Regions from separate parts of the Capsicum annuum genome. Here region 2 is linked to region 1. A link is a contact called in public Hi-C data. All regions are on one chromosome and are shown on one strand. Each heading gives the region's core, a stretch centred on a gene start, on an enhancer-like site or on the middle of the called end of the contact. The rest is flanking DNA. Distances are from core to core; before and after follow the strand shown.

Region 1 (6,600 bases), core at 1,756-4,255:
GGTCGTAACAGTTTAGTAGAAAGACGGATATTCCTTGCTCATTATCAGACAATCACTTATTCACAAACTTCGTGTGGGGAAAATAGTTTTCATTTCCCATCTCATGGAAAACCTCTTTCGCTCTGCTTAGCCTTATCGCCCTCTAGGGGTATTTTAGTGATAGGTTCTATAGGAACTGGACGATCCTATTTGGTCAAATACCTAGAGACTATAAAAATAAAAAGACATGTCATTATGATTGTAAGTATTGAGAAATTTGTGAATGATTGTCATTGGTCATATTGCTCATATAGATCCTATCATCTCGGTATTGAAAAATTCTCTATTACTGTAAAATACTCAAGGTCAAATACCTAGCGAGAAACTCCTATGTTCCTTTCGTTATGGTATTTCTGAACAAGTTCCTGATTAAGAAGTACTTCTTTTTACACTATTTCGGAAATCCAAGGACTCAATCGTATGGATATGTAAAATACAAGATTCCCAATCCTAGTAGAAAAGAGAGGGAAATGGATACTCAATTTAAAGTGAGTAAACAGAATTCCATACTCGATCTCATAAATACATATAGAATTTTGCAGAAAGTCGTATTCGATGAAAGTCGTATGTACAGCTTAGAGGAAGATCTTTCATATCTTTCGAGATCCACCCTACAATATAGGGTAAAAAAAGCCACAATAAGTGATTTTAGCCCTTATAAAAAATTAATTCTTGAACCCCTTTCACGCTCATGTTACGTCGAGGTATTGCAGAAAAAACAGCAAAATTCAATCCAATTTATCATAATCGATTAGTTAACATGTTGGTTAACCGTATTCTGAAACATGAAAAAAAATCATTGACTTATCAAATTATCTATCGGGCCGTGAAAAAGATTCAACAAAAGATAGAAACAAATTTACTATCCTTTTTACGTCAAGCAATACGTGGAGTAACTCTCGATATAACAGTAAAAGCAAGATGTGTAGGTGGATCGACTCATCAAGTTCCCATTGAAATAGGATCCACACAAGGAAAAGCACTTGTCATCCGTTGGTTATTAGTGGCATCCCGAAAATGTCTGGGTCTAAGTATGGCTTTCAAATTAAGTTCTGAATTAGTGGATGCTGCCAAAGGGAGTGGCGATACCATACGCAAAAAGGAAGAGACTCATAAAATGGCAGAGGCAAACAAAGCTTTTGCACATTTTCGTTAATCCATGAACAAGATCTATACATCTCGATCGAAAAAGAATCAAGAGAAAAAAAAAGAATTGAAATTGATCGATAGATTTTTTGAAACAAACGAAAAGAAAACGAAAGATGAAACATAAATCATGGATCAACTAAGCCCTCTCGGGGACTTTCTTAAAGAGGAACCTCGTGTAAATACCATGAAATAGGGTTTGATCCTATTCATGGAGATTCCGTAGCTATTTCAAAAATGAAAAGTTATCTTTCTTGCCCCCCGACCTACACAAATGGTTTCCCACATTTGAAAAAGTTTTGTTAGGTTCTTAGTAGCAATCGGCGACCCTTTCTTCTTTTACTTCACATAGCTTTTCGTCTCCTTGATAGCTGAAAGTTCTCCAAAAGTATGAAAGGCTGGAGGACTTTGTACCATCCATTCCGGTGTGGTTGGATTTTGTTCGAGAAAATACAAGACATCCAAGTCATACAAAATCGTAGTGTAACGTGTATCCTCCCCTGTTCCGGTCATGGAATAGATGAAATAAATCAAAAAATGAATTTTTGTTCAAGAATGAAATCTTATTGGAATGGTCCATATCCGGTTCATCCTTCAGGTGGAACTCCAGGTTGAGGAGTTATTCGAAATGTTGTCAATATATCAATATCCTTAGTTTGGTACTCAAGAAGGCCGTAACTATAACGGTCCTAAGATAGAGAAATTCCTTGTCGGGTAAGTTCCGACCCGCACGTCTATAAACAAAAAGGAAAAACGAAAATCTTTTTTTTTTTCCAAAAATTCTTCATTCCTGGGAAGAGGAAAAAGCAGATAAGACAAAGGCCTTCTCTTTCCATCAGCTCTTCACGAAGTGAGTGAATTGTATGTAGAGATCCGTAGAGACTTATAGTTTAATTGATTGAAATATACCACTTATAACAGTGATATTGTAGGTTCGAGCCTACTAAGCCTACCACCCCTTCTCTTCACCTGATACAATTCACCTGATACAAGACAGTCTTACTTCCATGGAGTGATAGAAAGCAAAATTGGAAAAAATTTGACATCTTTATATGAGCATCCAAGGAGGAGTGTAGCAAAATGGACAGAGGCCATGTGGCCTGTTATATAGCAAGCTTGTTAAGAAAGCTTCTTGCCAAGCTTCTTGCATAAGCCGGTAGGCATATTAAGGAAGCTTATTGCCAAACTTCCCGCAAAAAATTTGATAGCTTATATATATGCCCCTTTGACTTGTACGAAAAGAAGAAGATAAATGAATAATGAAAAAGGTGAAGAAATAATTACATAGCTGGGTATACCAACCTACTATTTATACAGTATATACTTTTTTGAGACGTATCGCTTAAATAAATGTTCGTCCAATGAGAATAAAGATAGGATTGCATTCTACGTAATAACATTTGGCCAAAGAACCTATGGACCTCAAACACCGTCTATCCCCGCCAAAGACTTGCTGCTTAACCAGCCCCTTTCCTTGGCGGTTCCAATCCTTTCCTTCCTCCCGTACTCAATAAGACGTTACAACTCTCATTCTTTTGACTAATCAATAGAATGAGACAATTACTCAAGAAGATAATTCAACAGGCTCAACAAGAAAAAATTGCTTCACAAGCGCTTGTTACATAGAAAGTCACGCTTGTCTTATAATTGTGAAACACGAATACTGCTTCAGAAAATTCACAATAGGTAAGGATCAAATTTCTGCTCCTACTCAAACAAGAGCACCAAAAGACGCATAACCATCATTAAATAAGTAATAAGCCCCATCGAAGACAAGATAATCTGTTGTAAAACTGATCTTTACCTGTGAACCCGTACCAATCATTGTTTCAGACCACTAGACCAAGAAGAAAGAAACAGGACCCAAAGAATGGAAAGGTTAGTAGTAGCATTAATAAACAGAACAAAATATTACAATAGCAGAATATAGCTAAGCACAAACTTGTCGAAAGTGTTTTAACAACCATCATCCACATTTAACGACGGTAGTTGACAGAACATCTCACCGGCAAATTCTCGGTAACCAATGAAACAATCAATAGAATTCACTCCAACAGAGACGCACTTTCTTTTAATAGACACAACTGACGAGAAACTGAAAATGAAACACAGGTATATTACTGTTGAAAAAAGAACATTAGAGTGTAGTTTCATAATAGCTGTTGGGATAAAAAGGATACGAAACGAAGGATCCAAGAATGCAATGCAACAACTCAAGCAAACAACTATGCGCTCAGACTGCGCAGAAAGGTGTGGCAATGCCAAGATCTACCAAATGAGAACAAAGAAAAAGTGCTAGATTTACACGACTGCAGCTGAAACTGCCACCTGAAACCACTACAAGAAAACGCAGGATCTGGGCATGATAAATTAAACTCATTGCTCTGCTCTAATTGCTTTCAATTAATATAGTAAGAATATTTACAATAACTTTACAAGGCTTTAGTAGGGAATACCTTCTAACTACTGTATACAATTACAAGAAGCAGAGCTATCGTCACCAACCAGCTCACAATAAACACCAATCATGGCAGAGCCATTCAAACCACTCCAAGATCAACTGTACAGTAAGCTCTGAATATACAATACTACCATCCTCGACCTAATCTCGATGGCTCCTGGAAAGACGCTTGTTGTCATCAACTTGTCTTTAAATAAGCCATCCTTCCCGATGGTTCAGATAAAAATGGTGTACCAGCAACAAAATGCCAGATACAGGTACCAAAATCCTACAATTACTGAGCTAACCTATCCATCAGGATCCAGCGGTTCTCCAGAACAATCGTCTGGAGCAGCTTCCTCCTCCTTGGGAAGGCACCGGATTGGGACATACACATACCCTTTAGGTAATCGCTGGTTCTTCATTGAGGCTTGATCTGAAGTCATTACCAGCTCTTTCTCAAAAGTTTCCATATGCTGTTTATGCAACAAACTTGTTAGGATTGAAATTCCAGCTAAAAATATGCATATCAATTATATAACCAATACATCCAACTAAAGCATGGATATTTCCCATTGTGAAGTATTTCATCCTAATAAATCAGATTGAACATAACTCTACCTTTCTGTATATCAATTGCTTGTCCCCGTGATCTGTAGAATAGGAAGAAGCTCTATATGGAATTTGCTTGCCAGAAAATGACACTCGTGCAGTTTTTTGTGTGACAGGGTTGGATGATGTAGAACTACCATCAGTCTTCTGATCATTGTCCATAGACACAGGAAACTTAATGAGCCGTTTTCCTGCTACAGAACTGTCTACCGATATGTCATCTGATCTTTGCATTATTTCACTGCCAGATTTACAGCCATCAGTGTAGCCTTTAATGGATGTCGTAGTAGCTGAATCTGAACTAACATCAGTCTGAAAGTATGGGTGTCGAGTCAGTGCAGATAAAACAGCATTGTCTCTACTTGAAGCCAGAATATCATGTGAGCAAAGGATCACTTCACGCTGCAAATCAAAAAACAATCCATCAGCCATAACACCAGAACCTATGAGCATAAAAGAAGAAGCTGACCCCTCCCCCTTCTCAATCATTGAATACGTACCACCATTTACCTACCAGGCAACACATACACCGAATAGCAGATAGTCGTTAATCTGCTAATGTCCCAATACGATTTAAGGAAGGAAAAACATGGATCCTGTAATAGACGATGCAAATCCACTTTGAAGCTATTACCCATGGACATTTCTTACTACGTTTCTTCTTACCATGAATCTCCTCTGTATAAAGAGGAATTAGCTAGTGATTCAGAATCCATGGGTATAATTATCTCCGCTCTCAATGTGCCTATGATGTAGCGCGCCTGGCGGCTGTTAAAGTTGACTAAACAAATGTTCAACTTTATAACAAAGTATAATGATAATGTATTATCCACCTTAAATCATTTTCAGTCTTCATAATTTACTCCCCTTCATTTTAAAAAGCGCCAGTCTTCACCCTAGTGACTGGATTCTATGCTTATTCATATAGTAAATAAGATAATCAAATAAATGAATTTATAGTCAATGACTATAAGTTATGCTTGGAATGCAAGTTCAGTGACGTTATGACATTATGTCTGAGGTTGTTACCTTTGTCAAAAAAAATGACATTACGTCTGAGGCTGGCGTGAAAGTGAGACTTGGTACACTGGTCATTCAAAAGAGGGGAAGTTTCAAGTATTTCAGGTCTATTTTTCAAGGAAATGGGGAGATTGGCGATGATGTTGCACATTGTATTGGTACAGGGTGGATGAAATGGAGGCTTGCATCCGGAGTCCTATAAGATAAGAAGATGCCACCAAAACTTAAAGGCAAGTTTTCAGAATGGTGGTCAGACAGGCTATGACGTACAAAGCGTAGTGTAGGCTAGTCAAGAACTCCCACGTTCAGAAGATGAAAGTTGTGGACATGAAGATGTTGAGATGGATGTATGGGCATATAAGGAGAGTAGGCATACCAGGAGAGATAGGACTAGGGATAAAGATATTCGGGACAAGATAGGATTGGTCTCAATAGAGGAGAAGATGTGGGAAATGAGGCTGAGATGGTTCGGGCATGTGCAGAGGAGATGTACATATGCCCCAGTATGGAGATGTGAGGCTGAAGAGTATTGGGAAGAGGTGACACGACAGGACATGACGCAACCCCAGTTTTACCGAGGACATAACCTTAAATAGGAGGTTGAGGAGGACGCAGACTACCAGTTCTGTTTTGTACTTCAATTATCATATTATCTTGTAGTGATTATTGTTTAGGATGATTTTTCAGGTTGTCTATAGTATTTTGTCATGGCTACATCATTTCCGTAATTTATGTACTGCTTTGGACTGTTTCCTTGAAGCGAGGGTCTACCAAAAACACCCTCGCTAACTCGGAAGGTAGTCGTAAGGTTTGTGTACACTCTGCCATCCCCATATCCCACATGATGGGATTACAATGGGTATGTTGAGACAGTTATACCGTCTATTTGAATTTGAGAATCAGATTTATTGCTGCTTCTTACTACCGTCTTAATGTCAGAATCCACACGGTGATATATAAGGGCTGGATTACCTTTTGTATATACTTATGCACACTTAGTGCAATATCTATAATACTTATCTTTTCTGAAATAGAATCTTTTTCCTTAGCATGGAAACAACTAAATATATCCAATAAACGGAACAAGTAAATAACTTGTACCAGCAATGTAACAAAGTTGATGAGGTTGACAATGCAACAGCTAACAGTGATATTGAACAGAAAAGAATGAAGGAATAGTTTCCACGGCTATAATGCCATATAATTTGCAACAAACATGGAAAAGAAAACAACGGCTACCTTCAGCTTCTCTCGCTTGACAATTCTTTCACATAATAGCCGTAATCGCTCCAATTCAACCTGCACAAGAGGATTTGACAGGATTAGGATCTTCGCAATTCTAG
Region 2 (6,600 bases), core at 1,948-4,447, 160 kb before region 1:
GGGTTATAGTAGATTAAATGACTAAGTAAGCCCATTTCCTACCTGTCTAGATTTCAGACATAGCAGCGGATTATGCTCAAATGTATATCCGCAGTCAGTAAGGCTTTATGGGATACTTTTATCCATTATTGTAGACAGAGGCACACAATTCACTTTGCAGTTTTGACAATCTTTTTAAAAAGGCCTTGGTAAAAGGATAAGCTTAGGACTACTTTACATCCGTAGACTGATGGTCAGGCTGAATGCACAATTTAGACACTACAAGACATATTGAGGTCGCGTGTTTTAGATTTAAAAGTAAGTTAGGACAACCACTCTATTGATTGAGTTTGCTTATAATGACATTATCATGCTAGCATTCAGATAGCTCCATTTGAAGCACTATATGGGCGTAGGTGTAGATCACCCATAGGATGATTTGAGGTTGGAAAAGTGGCATTGATTGAGATGAATTCTATTCTTGAAGATATGACTAAGGTTCAATTGATTCGTGAAAGGTTGAATACTTCTCAAGGTCATCAGAATTTGTATGCTAATGTGAGAAGAAAAGAACTCGAGTTTGAATTAGGAGATTGGGTATTCCTGAAAGTGTCACCTATGAAAGGAATAATGAGATTTGGAAAGAAAGGGAAGTTGAGTCCGCAGTTCATTAGTTTATATGAGATAGTGAAGTGTATTGGAGAGGTGGCTTATGAATTGAATCTTCCATCTGAGTTAGTTATGGTTCATCCCGTGTTTCATGTTTTGATTCTCAAGAAGTGCATTAGAAATCCTTTCTTAATAGTTCTTCTAGGGAGTATTGGGGTCAAGGATAACTGTCATATGAGAAGATTCCGATTGAGATACTTGATAGGCAGTTCCAAAGGCTAAGAAATTAGGAGGTAGCATCTGTGAAATTTCTCTAGAAGCCAGTCAGTTGAAGGGTCCACTTGGGAAGTTGAATTAGACGTGGCGTCCAAGTATCCTCATCTTTTTTCTTCCAACTCAGCTTCTACTGAAGGTAATAGTTATTTTCAGCCAAAACTCTCTTTATTTAAGTCTGTTTAAGTATTTTTGAGTCATATCATATGTGGTATGTGGTTGGATCCTTATGATAGATGTAAGATTGTTTAAAAGTTAGTTGTTAGTATGATTGATCCTTTTTCTAGTCCTAAGTGATGCCACATTCGAGGATGAATGTTTCCAAAGGGGGATATTGTAACACCCCGTCTATAAAAGTATTATGTCTATCATACGAATCATCATTTGAGTCATATGCACAACATATGAGTGGTATATTGATATCGTATCCAAAGTAGTATGGCATGGTGGGCAATCTGTTAAAGGTACGACTTTGACACTAGGACTTGTCAAGAAGGGTACGAGTCATATGAGTCCAAGTCGTAAGAACATCAATGAAAACTCCTTGAGAATCTGTCCAAGATACGAGTGGGGGGTTAAGAGTCGTATGATCAAGATATTAAACTCGTAGGTTGATCAGTGTGTACCATCCTAGAGACTGCCAAGCTTATGAGTCGTGGAGGCTAGTCGTACCATTGCATAAGTCGTATGGTAGACTCTCAAGAACGAGATTAGGGTTTCTTCTCAAGATCTTCTCTCAAGTCTCAAAGGTCAAGTTTATTTCACCAAGCCAAGAACTTCACGTTTATGTCTCCCTACTTTTTCTTGAAGATGTCCCCAGTGTAGAGTAGTTATTTCATAGCTCCAACTTGAGCCCTAACTATCTACCAACATGTTACAATATTTTATAGAATTTTAGGTAAACGAGAATACAAGACTAGTGCTTTACTCTATAGGGTTTTACCTAACTTCTTGACCATCACTGACTCAACTTTCTCTATCATTGGATTATCTCAGTTACCGTTGTTTTGAAGAATAACAGGTGTTCTTAAGGGTCGGTAGTACCATCGTATTAAGTGATATCCTGCATTTTAAAACTTTTGGGGATGGAGATGGTCACCGCACTAGCCTTGTACGACAAGCACCTTGGCAAAGCTCTTTGATTTCGGCCCCTTTTCTACGAGAGGAACTTTACGATATGATTTATGCAAGTGTAGAGCTCTGTGTTCTGAGCCTTCACTTTCCCTTAACTCTACCACTAACGATAGTGAAAGGGATGAGATTTCAAGTTCACCCTTGACTTCCTAGCTTTGCGTTCTTTAGATCTGTCTTCGAACTCCTTATCATCATTCTCCTCATTTTCTTTAGAAGAGTTTGGAGTTCCTTGGACTGGACAACACTAAAGCTTATCATTCTCCTATCTTGAGCTTTCACCCTTTTCCATCAGCTTCTTCTAGCCTTCAGTAAAGCTTTTAAGGACCTTTTGGAGGCTTTATAGATCAGACGCCCTACCTTTCGTTTCTTCCTTATTTTCGAGATAGTCCTTTTTTTGAGTGTACCCATTTGTCAAGTCCATGTTGAAGGGCGAATTGTCGTCACCATAGTTAGTCAAGCCCAGAGCCTCATTCCTTGCTACTTCCTGAGCCACAAACTTATCCTTAGTCTGCTCTTCGTTGTTGGCATGAGTTTAGCATTGATCTGCGAAACACAAAGCAAACAAGCTAACAAAGACCAAACTAGATTAAAGCCACATAATTACTCTGGCCCCACGGTGGGTGCCAAATTATTTACCATGGATTTGGTACAGTTAAACCTTATTTTAGATTCGATTTGTCAATGATCAGGTTACACATGATAAAAGGAAACAACTAATAACGAAAAGAACAAAATAAGTAAATAAGAAAACCAGTTTGAGAGAGCCAAAGTTGTTCATGCGAACAGTCGAGAGCTAAACCAAGTTGTCCGAGATGTTAAGGTGAACTATCAACAAATATCTAAATATGCAAAATACAAAGAAAAGCTTGGATACCAAATAAAATTGTTGTATTGATTCAGAGTATGAGGGAGAGGAATTTCCCTTACAAGTGAGTAAAGGCGTCTATTTATAGTTTGCAATCTTAGACACTGGGCAATCGCAATTCGCCAATAGCGCCCTAAAGAACTAAGACCAATGTAGGTTTTCAAAGTGTCCACTTTATTAGTGGGTTTGCTCATATGGAGCTTTGCTCTACATATACTCATGTGCACTTCTAGAGAGCCTGGCATGTTTGTTCCTACGTCTTGTCCCTTACATATACTACATATACTCATGCCCCCTATTTGTCTTCTCTTGCCTTTTTGCCTTCTTATGCCATGTCATTGATAGTGACGCTCCCCTACATATACTACATATACTCATGCCCCCTCTGTCTTCTCTTGCCTTCTTATGCCATGTCATTGATAGTGACGAGTGATCGTTGCCTTTATCCTTTACACGGGGACGCCTTTATTGTGAACTCCTCGAGGGAGCCCTTTGTAGTCGTAATGCCTGTTGTGGCGTAACACACCCAAGTTACTTAACCAAATTCTGCCACGTGAGCTAGTACTGATTTTACCCCATACAAGAACTTTATATTTTTTTGCCCTGACCAAGTATATATAATTAAAAAATCTACTAAACTAAAAATATTTAATGCGAATTTAGTCATTATATAATATATTAACTACGGATCACTACCGAAATCCATAAATTTCAAATGCTGAAACTGATACTTATAACTATGTCGGTGCCACGAGATTGACACTAGGAATCGATATCGAAACAATATCTGATATAATGTATTGTTCCTATTTGAAGTAATACTGACAAGCATTTGAGTCTACCATAAAGGTAACTACTTAATGCTTGTTTGGTAATTACAAATGCGTAAATTAAATTTAGAAGGTAACAATTTGTTTTAACAAAAAAATTAACAATAACTAAAAGAACGTCCATCAAGTTTAGTGACAAAGCTTCTGTTTTAGAAAATGGGATGATGAAGAATATTGCAGTGTGTCTCGAACTATTTGTATCATATTTCTATACCTTTCTCATCAACTGAATATTGAAATTCCAGTGAAGCTAAATCTTTAACCTGTGGAAATGACGAACCATTTCGATATTTCGAAAGAATGTTTGAATATGAATGGAGGATCCGTCTGAAGTCATAAAACATTACGAAACTGCCCTTTCGTTGCAGCCCCTGAAGTGTTGGCAATGAAACAGTGCGTGACATGCATCAAGTAAAAGCTATAATAATGAGTCTTTATAATGAGTCTTTTGAAACAAACCACTTCAAGACATTTCCTTGAGCATTCCAATGAAATTTCAAGTTAGTAATTATCATATGTAGAAGAAACGATGAGCGTCCACTATTTGGTGCTTAGCCTCACTGCACAACAAACACACATTTATACAACTGTAACCGTAACTCTTTCACAGAATGGATCGAGTAAGACCCCACCAAGTATCCTCTTCAAGATTCTGAATGTGATGTCCAATAGACAAGCCCGCTGAAATATGTGAAAAAGTAAACATTAAGTTGACATCCAAACCACAATTATTTTAGAAGGAACAGAAGCATGATCTCTTTTTTCTGATGGTCTCTGAAAGATGTGCATGTGCTTGCAGACACGAGTCCACAAGCTAGCAAGCAGAACTACATCACACAACTGAGCATAACTTAGATGTGATGCATTCTTTTTCATGTACAAAGCAGAGAATGGGTGACTATCGTTTGTTAGTCTTAAATGGGACAAGAAAAGACATAGAAAGCTACTTAGAATTTTAATTCGAGCATTAAACCCTAATTAGCAACATTTGATAAGAGAGGTGTACTAGATTGAACGAGACTAGCTAACCTACTTTGATATTCTTGGTAAGACACAGGTTCAAAACCATCGCTTTCTATTTTCTGCACCATTATGGCCAAAAATAAGTGTCATAAAGAAGCGGGAAGAGAGAAGACAAAGGGGACAGGTGGATGAACAAAAGAGCTCAACTAAAAAGCAGCAAAGCCTAAAAAATATAAATCAAATTACCTGATTAAGACAAACACACATTGCAGAACACCTGCAACTCCTGTCCAAGCTGAAGGACCAGATTTTCCTAGTGTGTCTTGTATCAATAGGCCAACTGATGCAGCCAAAGACACAAAGGATACAACATATGCAATAAATAGCCACAGCTTCAACCTGCATTGTCAACATGAAACAGTTGAGCAATCAATGTGATGAGGGAAGCAAATAGAATCACAAATCTATCAAAAGAAATAATATGCACAGGGACGACAATACCTATCCAGTATTAATAATCATTATGCCTCAGACGGAAGAAAAAATATGAAAGGATTTCGGAGCTCTTTCACAAGTGATAACAAATGCAAATTATGGTGATCAAGCATCATTCTGCTCATTCCTAAAGAATGAATTACTACTTAAGAGCTTGATGAAAACCCCTTCAGATGATAAGCCCAGGTGACCAAAATCATATTGCTCAAAAGAAGCAACAAAACCTCATAAAAACCGCCTCTATCCAAAACCATGACTCATGTCCATGAAATTATAGGGGTAACTTTGGGTTATACATGCTAAGTCCAAGTTCATCTACTCCATGAAAAAAAGGAAGTAAACAAATGACACATGCAGTCCTAAGGCTCAAACTAGGGGCACGTGTCCAATACAGGTGCGGATCTATAGGTCGGATCCTTCATCATCTAAATTTTAAGATCCGGGGATATGGATCCAAGAATGACTGCGGGAGCTAGGGATTCGACTTAAAATAATTCAAATATCTAAAATTAGAGTTATAAAATATGCCTAAATTATGGTGGACTATTTGGAAGGAAAGGAAATACGGGATGCATAAATTTTTGAGAGCAGGTTTGAATCTTGTAATAAAGTACAACCCGATCTCTTTACTGTTTTTTCAGTGCTGTTTGGCTATTGTAGATAATATAGAGGCCATATAGACTTCTTGAGTTCATTGCACTTTCAACAGCGATGTTGACTTTAAATATCTTTAAAGCACTTCCTGCTTGTGGACTTTTTAATACAAATATCTTTTATCGATTGAAAAGCATATGCCCAAATTATGATTCCACCCTAGCTTATATTTTGATTTAAAAAATCATTGTATGTATCTCATATTTTTCCATCAATTTTGGTCAAAGTACCCAAATCGATTGATCATATCCAAAACGGATCCCACACTGACACCTATGTCATGTTGACACGGGTGTGGCGCTAAAAGTGAAGAGTCTGGCAACTCAGATGCACTCAGAACCGCAGCACAAGGTTATTCTTTCTCATAAACGAAGCATAAAAGCAATTCCAGGTGAACATCACTTCCTTTGAAATTTGACATTCACACATATTAGCAGGCAATGGAATCGTAATGCCCACCATCAAAAAGTCCAACTAGGTAATAGAGACATAAAACTGACTTTTTCACAAGGGCATATTTATTTGTCCTGTTACCTTCATAGTTGCAAAAAAAAATTAAAAAAAAATCAAGTACTTAAATCATATAACACTAAAGCTTCAGTTTTTGTATGTTTGGAAATGTTAACCAACACCGAACAGAATTAAATTCAGTTCAGCCAAATCAGTTCAAGGCTCGTCCTTTTCAAGTTGATCTTCTAGCTAAAAAAGTGCCCAGACAAATATTTTTCAAGTTTTGCTTATAATAACTCTGCCAATAATGTGGCAACTGATTCCTGCCCACGTAAGTGTAGCTCACTG

What was found. A called contact is a pair of places that touch in the nucleus more often than the background predicts.
Region 2: a contact with region 1 is called in a Hi-C map of leaf, with 2.3 times the contacts expected there. The contact joins two enhancer-like sites. A contact is called at or near these places in 2 of 5 Hi-C or Micro-C datasets (leaf and placenta).

The regions. Positions count from the first base shown.
Region 1 is chr4:74,578,251-74,584,850 of UCD10Xv1.1, reverse strand. LOC107867898 reads right to left here. Exons shown (of 19, transcript XM_016714373.2): 17 at 6,497-6,556; 18 at 4,247-4,639; 19 at 3,571-4,101. The coding sequence ends at 3,934. Among protein-coding and RNA genes, the nearest start is that of LOC107869680, 5.2 kb to the left of the region's middle. Within about 2 kb of position 3,005, at least 4 of the 5 cell types and tissues checked have an H3K27ac peak or open chromatin away from gene starts, as enhancers often do. A contact at or near this core is called in leaf, where this site is marked.
Region 2 is chr4:74,742,223-74,748,822 of UCD10Xv1.1, reverse strand. It overlaps LOC107867897 (transmembrane protein 50 homolog), which reads right to left. Exons shown (of 4, transcript XM_016714369.2): 3 at 4,900-5,052; 4 at 4,103-4,371. The coding sequence ends at 4,335. Among protein-coding and RNA genes, the nearest start is that of LOC107867897, 20 kb to the right of the region's middle. Within about 2 kb of position 3,197, at least 4 of the 5 cell types and tissues checked have an H3K27ac peak or open chromatin away from gene starts, as enhancers often do. A contact at or near this core is called in leaf, where this site is marked.